2 separate regions of the Ovis aries genome follow, and region 1 is linked to region 2. Evidence: chromatin contacts called from public Hi-C data. All regions are on one chromosome and are shown on one strand. The core of a region is the stretch at or near the end of the contact, and the rest is flanking DNA. Distances in the headings are between cores, read along the strand shown.

Region 1 (5,309 bases), core at 647-3,146, 110 kb before region 2:
TTTGAGCCAGCCATCTGATTAAATGAAAACCTTTTCCCCACCTTAATGTATCTATATATATAGATAAAGCTAAACTCTCTCGTCCTGGGGCAAGTGAGGAGGCTCAGATCGGAAACCTTAAACTCAGCTCCTTCCTTGAGGCTCAAGGCTCTTGGGTGGAAAAAAGACAGTTTAATGAATGTTTATTTGGGGCCTCCAATGTTTCAGGCGCTGCACTCCTCACTCAGCAACGCTGTGGTCCCTCACCATGCAGCCCCCGGTTCTCAGCAGAGGATCCACAAACCTTGCAGTCTTTTCACAGTGGGGAAAGAACTCTACAAGTGCTGGTTCTGCGTATGACCTGCAGGAAGCATGCTCTAAACACGTTCACTATTTAAAAAACAAACAAACAAACTTCTCTGAGGGTTTAAGTTAGGTCTCAAAGCTTGGATCTATAAGGCAAAACAGTTATTTAAAAGGCATCTCCCTGCAGCTTCTAAGTACCATGGCTCCCCACTTCCTGCCTTAATTCTGGCAGCAGCAGCAGCAGCAATGACAGAAACAATACTCACAAACAGTGATACTGGGAGATTAACACATGTCAGGCGGCCCACTAACATCTTATATTTGAATTCATTTAAACATAGAATCAGGCTTCCCAGGTTGCTCAATGGGTAAAGAATCTGCCTGCAATGCAGGAGATGCCAGAGACAAGGGTTCAATCCCTGAGTTGGGAAGATCCCCTGGAGGAGGAAATGGGAACCCACTCATTTTCTTGCCTGGAGAATCCCATGGACAGAGGAGCCTGGCGGACTACAGTCCCTGGGGTCGCAAAGAGACACGACCGAAGGTTCTGAGCACACACACATAAAAGCAACTCCTCACCCACCTTACAGAAAAGAAACCCAGACACAGAGAGACTAAGTGACGTGCGCTGGCCTCAAGGCCAGCAGGGCGCCTCGGGCCCAGCCCCACGCCGCCATGCCCACCGAGGCTGAGTCCTCCAGCCAAGCGCTGGACGTCGCTGGCCTCCAAGATGCTGACACCCTGGAAGGCCCCGTCCTTCTGCGGAAGCGGACGCTGCAGACTGCCCGAAGAGCCACCTGTGCTTCTGCGTCTCTGCTTTGCCCGCCCTGCAAACGCTCCTGCTGGCCCCTCTCCCCGCCCCCACCCCGCTGTCTACACCACGAGTCTCCCAGGTTAGCTGAAGCCTCTCCTTGTGCGATCCCTGCCACCTTCCAGTTCCACGTCCAGCCTCCTTCCTTTGGCACGGTGGGCCCCAGAGACACTGCTCGCTCTCCTGCACGCACAGGTTGGGCTTTCAGGCCCAGGAGCCTTTGTATCTGCCGTTCCCTCTGCCTGGGATGCCCACTCCCCCATCTCATGAGCTCCCTGCAGGTCAAAACTCCAGCTCAAGTGTTGCCACCGCTTGAAGTCCAGCTGGGCAGTCCCTCCTTTTCCTTTCCATGCTCCTGAAGCCCCTGCCCTGCTCAAACCTTATCAAAGCCCTTATTGCAACACGTTATCACTAGCAGTTCACAGGCCCATCCTTCTTCTCTTGGATACCAAATGCCATGAGTCAATGGGCTCCATCGATTCACTTCCGACCTATTTTGCCCCAGACAGTTTGCAACACGCAGAAGTGTTCAGGAACAGTATGTTAAACTTGGGAATAACTGAATCCAAGAATACAGTTTTGTTTGTTCCCTCAAAACTCTGCCAAATATGTGCTGAGAAAGTGGAAAGAAGGACGACACAGGCAACACACATCTGGACGCCCCATTTCAGGCACACAGTACAGCTCTCTCCAGCTCACAAAGGGCGGAAACGATGCCAAGGTCTCTCTTCTCGCTTAAACTGCTAATAGTGCTTTCTATCTAGAGTTAGGCAGCAGTTTTCTCTGTGAATCCAACAGACGTCAGCTCAGCACAGCTGCAGTCGAGGACGCCCCGGGGGCCAGAGCCGTGGAAGGGCGGAGGGAGGGGAGGGAGGGTCTGGGCGCCAGGCCAGACAAAGCCCCACTTACCGCCTTCCTGGGAATTCATGATGTTCAGGGCAAACAGCATGGCATTGGAGAACGTGGTTGCCTCTTCCTTACTTGCAAAGTTTAAACCGTAGACCTGGCGGGCATCTCGCCACTGGTGGAAGGTTGGCGTTGCCTGATTGTACTTCAGCCCTTTCACGATTGAATAATTGATCACAACCTGAAAGGGAAAAGAGAGAGAAATACGCGTAAATAAATAAAAGGTAAGTGAGCTGGAGAGAGCTGCTCTGGGGCAAGGACTCTGGGGCAAGGACACCGTGTCCCTGGGGCTACCAGGGGACAGGGGGATGTGGATGCATCAGAAGAAGGGGTAGCTTGGCCAGGCAGCTCTTCAACAGGACCAGCGGAACAGTGAGGGTCTGAAAACCAGTTACTTCATTTAACTGATAAAGCTGTGTGGTCACGGCCTGAGCTGGGAGTCGGGTTCCCGGGTCCTGGCCCTGTCACCCCAGGCAGCACCCCCGGGCTCAGTTTCTCCAGCTGTGAAACGGGGATAGTCATCCTGGCTCGACCGACCTAATGGGGTTACTGCAGAGGTCACGGTGTGACACATATCTCATCAAGACTTCTAGATATAAAGATTCTTAAGGGCGAGTCTTTTCTAATTCGTATTTATGCTCCCGTAGTTCTCTGCAGAGTCTAGAATGCGTTAACCAAAGGGTTGTTAGTTGAAAGGACGACTCCTCACTCTTTCCCATTTGGCTATTCAGCTTTCTCGGCACCGTTAATTGAACAGGATGCCCTTTCCCCGCTGTATGTTCTTGACTCCTTTTGTCATAAACTAATAAACCGTATCTGTGTGGGTTTATGACCGGGTTCTCTATACTGCTCCACTGATTTCTGCTTTAATGTCAATCTCATGCTGTTTAAATTACTACAGTTTTGTAATATAGTTTGAAATGAGGGCTTGTGATGCCTCCAGCTTTGTTGTTCTTTCTCAAGATCGCTTTTGCCATGGGGGTCTTCTGTGGTTCCGTATAAACTGTAGTATTATCGTGCTAGTCCTATGGAAAATGCCATTGGAATTCTGATAAGGATTGCACTGAGTCTCTTGACTGCTCTGAGTAAGTATGGACATTCTAACCTGAACACAGAGTCCTCTCTCTTTTTCTTTGGTGAGTCTGGCTAAAGGCTGGTCAGTTTTATCTTTTGAAAGAACCAGTTCTTAGTCTCACTGCTCTTCTCTATGGTCTTTTTAGTCTCTCTTTCTGCTCTAATCATCGTCGCTCCCTTCATTCTACCAACTTCGGGCTTGTTTTGCTCATCTTTTCCCGGTGCCCTGAGTGTAGAGCAAGGCTGTTTGAGACTTTCCTTGCTTCTTGAGGGAGGCCTTTACCGCTAAGAACTTAGCAGTAGCACTGAGAACTGCCTCTGCTGCATCTCACAAGTTCTGTTAGGTTATGCTCCCATTTCTGCTTGTGTCCAGGCGTTTAAAAGTCTCTCTCGATCTGTCCTTCAATTCACCTTAGCAGCATGTTGTATACTCTCCATATTCCTGTGATCTGAAACCATAAGGCTCCTAGAAGAGAATCTAAGTGATAAGCTCCTTGACACGGGTCTTGATGGTGATTTTTTTGAATCTGATACCAAAAACAAGAGCAACAAAAGCAAAGCAAAACAAGTGGGACTATATCAAACTAAAAAGCTACATGCAAAGGACGCCATCGACAGAATGAGAAGGCAATCTGCTGAGTGGGAGAAAGTGATTCAACTCATATATCTGATAAGGGACTAATATGGCTAACAGATACATAAAAAGATGTTAAACACTAGCAGTGATCAGGGAAATACAAATCAAAACCACAGGGGTTATCATCTCACACACGTCAGATTGGCTATCATCTAAGAGATAAGAAATAGAGTTTGGCGAGGACGCGGAGCAGAAGGAAGCCTTGCTCACTGATGGTAGGAACGCGATTGGTACAGCCACTATTAGAGGGCAGCACAGAGGTTCCGCAGAAAGTTAACAATAGAACTATCACATGATCCTGCCATTTCACTTTTGGGTATTTACCCCAAGAAAACGAAAATACTATTCTCACCTGGGAAATGCCACGGACAGAGGAGCCCGGCAGCTACAATCCATGGAGTCACAAGAGTCGGACACGACTTAGCGACCGAGCCGCCACCACCAAGTCAAACACACAGACGTGCCCCTCGTTCACAGGAGCAGCATTTAAAACTAGCCAAGATGCAGAATAACCCAAGCGTCCACTGACGCACGGACAGATGCAGAACTGTGGTATACTGTATACACAATGAAATATTATTTAGCCATAGAAAGAAACCTCGCCATTTATGACAACATGGATGGGTCTCACGGGCATTATGCTAAGGAAAAGAAGTCAGAGAAAGACAAATACCATACGCTCTATCTCGTACGTTCTCATGGATACAGAGAACAGATGGATGGTTGCCAGAGGAGGGCCGTAGGAAGTGGGGGGCAATTATGCACATGAAGCCGCTTAACACAGCTGCTACCACACAGCAAGCTGCCAGCAAGTGTTAACTGAGAAATATTCAGTCCTGAGAGATGGAAGCATGCAAGTGGCGTCTGGATGGGGCTGAACGGCCTGCTGTCAGTGATGCGATGGAAAGGATCCCGCTTTAGGAGGGATACGAGATGGCTCCTCTGGCTGTGAGGCTCCAGAGTCTGTGATCTGAGACTGGAGGCAGCTCAGTCTACTGTCGCTCAGTCGTGCCCAGCTCTGCAGGATTCTCCAGGCCGGAATACTGCAGTGGGCAGCCTTTCCCTTCTCCAGGGGATCTTCCCAACCCAGGGATCGAACCCAGGTCTCCAGCATTGCAGGCGGATTCTTTACCTGCTAAGCCACAAGGGAAGCCTGCCTCTGGTCAGGAAGGTGAGCTCAGGAAGATTCAGAGATGTGAAGGGACACCCTGCACGTTGCTGGGGCGCTAAGATGAGAGCTCGGGTTTAGTGCCCCACCCTGCTGTGCTGCTGGGTAAAGCAAGGCCAGGGCACAGTGGGCGATACCGTTTTCCTCTAAGCCTTAGCCACGTGGAAGGCAGGTTGGGTTGTCCTACAGCGAAAAGACAGGGTAAGCGAGAGAGAGAGAGGGTGCGAGAGAGGCATGTGTACTAAATGAGCTAAGGAAACACAACTTAGTTGTTACACACTGACAGTGCAGCGTGGGCCAACCTCTATACCCAGGTTCCTGGGGTGGTTCTCTCTCTGGGTTCAGCTTTAGATCGTCAGAAAAAGGGCTGGAGGTTTTGTGGTTACACGCGTGATAAGATGCACAGTGACTTGTGGTTAACATGGCTC
Region 2 (5,462 bases), core at 786-3,285:
ATGTTTTTTTATAAACAGTGCGGAATAAATGGTTCTGGTAAAAAAGAAAAATTTGACCCCCTTTTCACAAGTTACACAAAAGTCACTTCCAAGTGGACTGTGGATCTTGTACTTTGAAAGGCAGGGCAGTAAGATGTTACAGGAAACTATCTTCTTGACTTTGACAGAGAACTCCCACAGATTAGGAAGAAAAAGATGTGTAAACCCCAAAGACTTCTGAACAGATGCTTCGTAAAAGATATCAAATAAACATAAAAAGATGTTCGGCCTCATCTGTCTGCAACAAACCATAATCCAAAACCACACTGGGACACCTCACCAGGCTGCCTGCACAATCACCAGGATGGCTAAAATTGAAGACTGACAATACCACGTGCTGACAAGGAAGCAGAGCACAAGAAGTCTCATACCCTTGCTGGAAGGAGTGTAAACCAGTACAGGCACTTCAGAAATTTGGTGTTACCTCTCAAAGTTGGAAGATACAGGTATCTTCTGACCCAGAAGTTCTACTGCTCAGACGGTGAAGAATCAGCCTACGATGCAGGAGACCCTGGTTTGATCCCTGGGTTGGGAAGATCCCCTGGAGAAGGGAATGGCAACCCACTCCAGTACACTTGCCTGGAGAATCCCAAAGACAGAGGAGCCTGGCAGGCTACAGTCCATAGAATCGCAGAGTCGGACACGACTGAGCGGCTGACGTTTAAGAAACAAATGTCCTCAAATAGCGGAATGATTAAGATGTAGTATCTTCATATAATGGAATACGACAGATTAATAAAAATGAGCAGCAGTTGAAGTAAAGGATGCATTTCAGAAACACCTTGAGTGAAAGAAGCCAGACACACAAAAGACTATATATTGCATGAGTATTTCATTTATATAAAGATCACAAAACGGGCAAAAACGAAAGACACTATAGTGTTTATGGGATATTATGTTTGGAAGGTACACTTACACAGACAAAAGGCAAGGAAGTGATTATCCGCACAAGTCAGCTGACCTCTGGAGAAAGAGAATTTCGAGTTCCTGGTGCTGGCAATGTTTTTTTCTCGAACTGATAACCATCAATCCCCCCTGGCTGGGTAATGAACCACGGAATGGTACGTTGTGGGTCTTGCACTTTAGTGGCGTGCAAGAAGAAAGGAAATGGGGACGAGAAAAAGGGAGCAGAGGCAGGCGAGCAGCTCCAGGTGGAAGGACACGACCCCTTAACGTGCGAGCTCGGGGCGGCGGCACAGGGCGGCCGAGGCCGAGGGCACGAAGTCCGGGGGAGGGCGGCCAGAGTGCGGGTGCTGCTCGCGGCCGGGCGCGGCCACACACGCCCGCGGGGTCGCCTCCCCACCGGGCCCCCAGCCCCCCGCGAGCTGCACAGGCGGGCGCCGCCCGCGTCGACTCCCCCAGACCCTCCCAGCGTCCCCGAAGGCCCCCCACCGCCGGTGCTCCTGAGGCCCTCCCCGCGCTCCGCACGCCGCCCGCCGGGTCGCCCCACGCGCCAGCCAGACTCACCTCATTGTCGCTGCCGGGGCGGGCGGGCGCGCGGGCCGGGGGGCGCGGCGCGGGGCGCGGGGCGTTAGCGGGGCAGCCGGCCCCGGGCGCGGCGGCTCCGCGTCTCGCTGGGCTGCGGGGGGCAGCGGGGGCTCATCTTCTCCGTGCGGGCGTCCGGGCCGCTAGCTGCGGGGACGGGCTGAGGCGGCGGCGCCTGACAGCCGGGCCCCGGCCCCTGCCATCTTGGCGGGCGCGTGCCCGGGCCGCTGTGTGCGCGCGCCGCCGGGGGTTAGGGGGAAGGGGAGAGCGCCGTCCGGGTCCCGCCGGCCCGGGGGGAGCGCGCGCGCCCGCCCGAGACTCGGGGCGCAGTCCCCGGGCGGGCGCGGGCGTCTGCGACGCCGTCGACGGAGAGACGGGCAGGCGCGCGGGTGCGCGCGCGCGCGCGCGGGCGAACTCAGCCCAGGAGTCGAGACTGAGGGGAAAGCGCGCGCGACGGCCCAAGCACCACACAAAAGGCGCGGGGCCCCAGAGCCCGCGCCTCCGGCAGAACGGAGCCCGAGGCTGCGAGGGGCGGCGCGGGGCCTAGGGGGCGGGACTTGAGGCGAGGCCCGGCCTGGAGGGGCGGGGCTTCGAAGGAACAGAGCCTTCGAGCGGCGAGAAGGAGCTCGGTAGTGACCTGACCGGGACGGGCGGATGTGGCGGGGGCGGGGCTTAGAAGAACGCGCGAGCCTTGAGAGGCGGGACCGAGGAGGAGGGCCGGGGCGGGCTTAGGGGGCGGGCCGGGGCGGGCTTAGAGGGCGGGGATAGGGAGCAAGGCCTGGCCGCGAGGGGCGGGGCTTAGGGCGAGGCCTGATTGTGAGGGGCGGGGCTTCGAAGAAATGGTGCCTTGAGCGGCGAGAAGGAGCTCGGTAGGGGCCTGGCCGGGATGGGTGGATGTGGCGGGGGCGGGGCTTAGAAGTAAGCGTGAGCCTTGAGAGGCGGGGCTGAGGAGGAGGGCCGGGGCTAAAGTGGGCGGGGCGGCCGCGCGGCACCTGGAGCGCGGCGCCCCCTCCCTGCGCCCGGCGCCTCCCCCAACCACAAAGGAAGCGTAGAGCTTCGGCGTCCTTGGCCTTGGTGGGAGAATTCCATCTTCTCCGCGCCCTGCGGTGGGCTCCGCCTGCTCGAAGCCAGTGAGCCACCTGGATTCTCAGGGCGTCGAACGACCTCCTGTCTTTGTAAATACAGAGTCAAGGCTGGGATGGGGAGTCGTAGCTTGGAGCCAGTATCAACAACAGCTGAAGGATCTCAATCCATAAAGCCCCACCTGGCGCCCCCAAACCAAACACTTGAGAACAATCACATCGGCTGCGCTAGGTTGTCCAGGTTTTCTCTGACTGTTAAATCCCCAGCCCTTCCTGAAGGTTAGCCATTCTCGTTGCTGGAAGTACTAAACCCTCCAAGTCTGACTTTCTGCATCTAATTAGACACCATGCGTTGCGCTTTCGCACTATCGCCACTAATGCTCCCATTCTCCTCTCACAGCAACAATGAAATTTGTCTTCTAAACAATTGCATCCGAGCAAGAGCACGTGAAACGTTTAGCGGTGTCTGGCATGCATTAGGAGGGCAGCAAAGGGGTCGCTATTTACCCCTGGCTGGCAGTGAGGACCGAGTGGTTTTGCCCAAGATACAGGAAGTAGTGGCGCCAGTTCTCAAGCTAAGGTTTTTTTTGATTCAGAATCCCAGTGCCTGTCCATTCTCATCTGCTTCGTCCATTCTCATCTGCTGTGGTGATTGTCCCCTCCCTCAGCATCCACCTGTACTCAGACTTCTTAACCCTTGGCCGTCACACCTCCACTTTCCTTCCCCCATTTGTTTGAGCCGATGTCTTCAGACTCAAAGTGCACCTTGGTCCTCCACAGTTCTGTCTGAGCCTCAGAGATTTTAAGCCCTTCCTAACCTTATTTGTGTCTCTCTTACTGGGGCCAAGACTGGCTATAGAAGAGACTTATTAGACCCTAAAAATTCCTAAATGGACAAGCCCCAGGTCCCCTGGAGATGTCCCAGTGTGCTCTGCAGAGGCAGGATCATCCCTGGTTCCTTCATAGCAAAGTTTTGTGAGAAGAGCCTCCCAGGACATTGACCTGTTTGTTCTCGGCCTGGTTTATTGAAGCATGTGGCCCACTCTGACCACTAGATCAAGCACTTTCCCTGATGCCCTGGAGTCTGCAGCTGGAGGAAGATTTGCTGGGAGATATTGATGGCGGATATATAGTGCTGAAATCCATGGGGTCACAAAGAGTCGAACGTGACTGAGCGACTGAACTGACTGATTGGTGGCAGATTTCCTATAGAACATTAGTACCAAAGGTGAGGGATGCATGCCTGTGCCAACCTTTCCTCAGTTCAGTTCAGTTCAGTCGCTCAGTCGTGTCTGACTCTTTGCGACCCCATGAATAGCAGCATGCCAGGCCTCCCTGTCCATCACCATCTCCCAGAGTTCACTCAGACTCACGTCCATCGAGTCGTTGATGCCATCCAGCCGTCTCATCCTCTGTCGTCCCCTTCTCCTCCTGCCCCCAATCCCTCCCAGCATGAGAGTCTTTTCCAATGAGTCAACTCTTCGCATGAGGTGGCCAAAGTACTGGAGTCTCAGCTTTAGCATCATTCCTTCCCAAGAACACCCAGGGCTGATCTCCTTCAGAATGAACTGGTTGGATCTCCTTGCAGTCCAAGGGACTCTCAAGAGTCTTAACTACCAATCTCCTAGAGCAGTAAAGACATTCAAGTTCCTTTAAGGTCCATCAGAGAATATGGGTGCTAGAGAAGACCTGCAAATCTTCCTCTCAGTAAAGTGTTGGGGCCACAGAACACTGAGAAAGTGGCCCAACATCACTTACTAATCTGTGAATTCACTAGTTTCTAAAATCACCTGTGTCAGGCTCCTGGGGAAGTTTCTTTCTTGCCTATGATGTTTGTTACAGGGCTTCTTGAGCTGCAGGAAGGGCTCAGTAGACAAGTAGGGACCCCTTGAGCCCTAAGTCGGGCCCAACTACCCCCTGAATGGGCATTGGTGTTTTTTGTTTTTGGCTGTGCCAGGTCTTAGTTGTTGCACATGGGATTTTCAATCTTCACTGTGGCATGTGGGATCTAGTTTCCTGATCAGGGACTGAACCCGTGCCCACTGCATTGGGAACTCGGAGCATTAGCCACCAGACCACCATGGAAGTCCCGTGGGCATTGGTCTTTGTCTAACCAGCTGAAGGATGCTTGGGAAGCCAGAGCGCTCCATTTTACCTGAGAGCTCAGACCTCTCTGAGCCTCCATTTCTTACGGTCACAGTATCTTGTAGGCACTCCTGAGAGTCAACACAAAGTCCGCTCCCAGAAAGATCTTTCCTGCCCACCTCCAGCGCCTCACTCTCACAGCTCCTCATCCTTTGCCTTTGTGCAGACACCTGAAACCATTGTCTATTAGCATCTTTCCCATTTACTGAACTTAAAAGTGCATGAATTCATGTTTTCCATTCTTCTGATAAAAAGAAAGTATTTTTTTGGACCTGTGGTCTCTGAATGAACTGTATCTGGAGGTCACCAGTTTTTAAATTTGAAAAGATTGCTCGGCAAAGTCAGTGACCTCACAGTAGGGTTCGGGTGGGATACGTGGCCAGGCTGACTACCGGAGGGTCAGTTCCCAGGCACTCCTAGAGTAGATTTCTCATTCATGGGGGAGGCAGGGAAGATGGGGTTTCTGCTGTCTGATGAGTCCAGGTTAGTCAGAGTTACAGATACATAACAGAGCTAAAAATCCTAAAAATGTATATTTACCCTCCCTGTCCAGAGGGTAGAGCTGAGGCCCTGAGAGGGCGCATGGGTAAGTGAGGCGTATGAGGACAAAAACATAACTGCAGTCTCCAAGGCCCAGCACTGCCCATGCTCCCGCCCTGTGTCTAGAAGTTTTTCCAGCCTGGAGTCACTCCTGAGGAACCAGCCCTGTGG

Evidence for each region. Hi-C and Micro-C count contacts between places; a contact is called where the count stands out from the background.
Region 1: a Hi-C map of tail adipose tissue shows a contact between it and region 2, with 4 times the contacts expected there. The contact joins the enhancer-like site here to the promoter of EVL in region 2. A contact is called at or near these places in 13 of 16 Hi-C or Micro-C datasets (blood, hypothalamus, liver and 6 more).

Annotation. Positions count from the first base shown.
Region 1 is chr18:62,694,263-62,699,571 of ARS-UI_Ramb_v3.0, reverse strand. EVL (Enah/Vasp-like) reads right to left here. Exons shown (of 16, transcript XM_027957393.3): 5 at 2,006-2,183. Among named protein-coding and RNA genes, the nearest start is that of DEGS2, 59 kb to the left of the region's middle. Within about 2 kb of position 1,896, at least 6 of the 54 cell types and tissues checked have an H3K27ac peak or open chromatin away from gene starts, as enhancers often do. A contact at or near this core is called in hypothalamus and tail adipose tissue, where this site is marked.
Region 2 is chr18:62,587,626-62,593,087 of ARS-UI_Ramb_v3.0, reverse strand. It overlaps EVL (Enah/Vasp-like), which reads right to left and starts at 2,035. Exons shown (of 16, transcript XM_027957393.3): 1 at 1,507-2,035.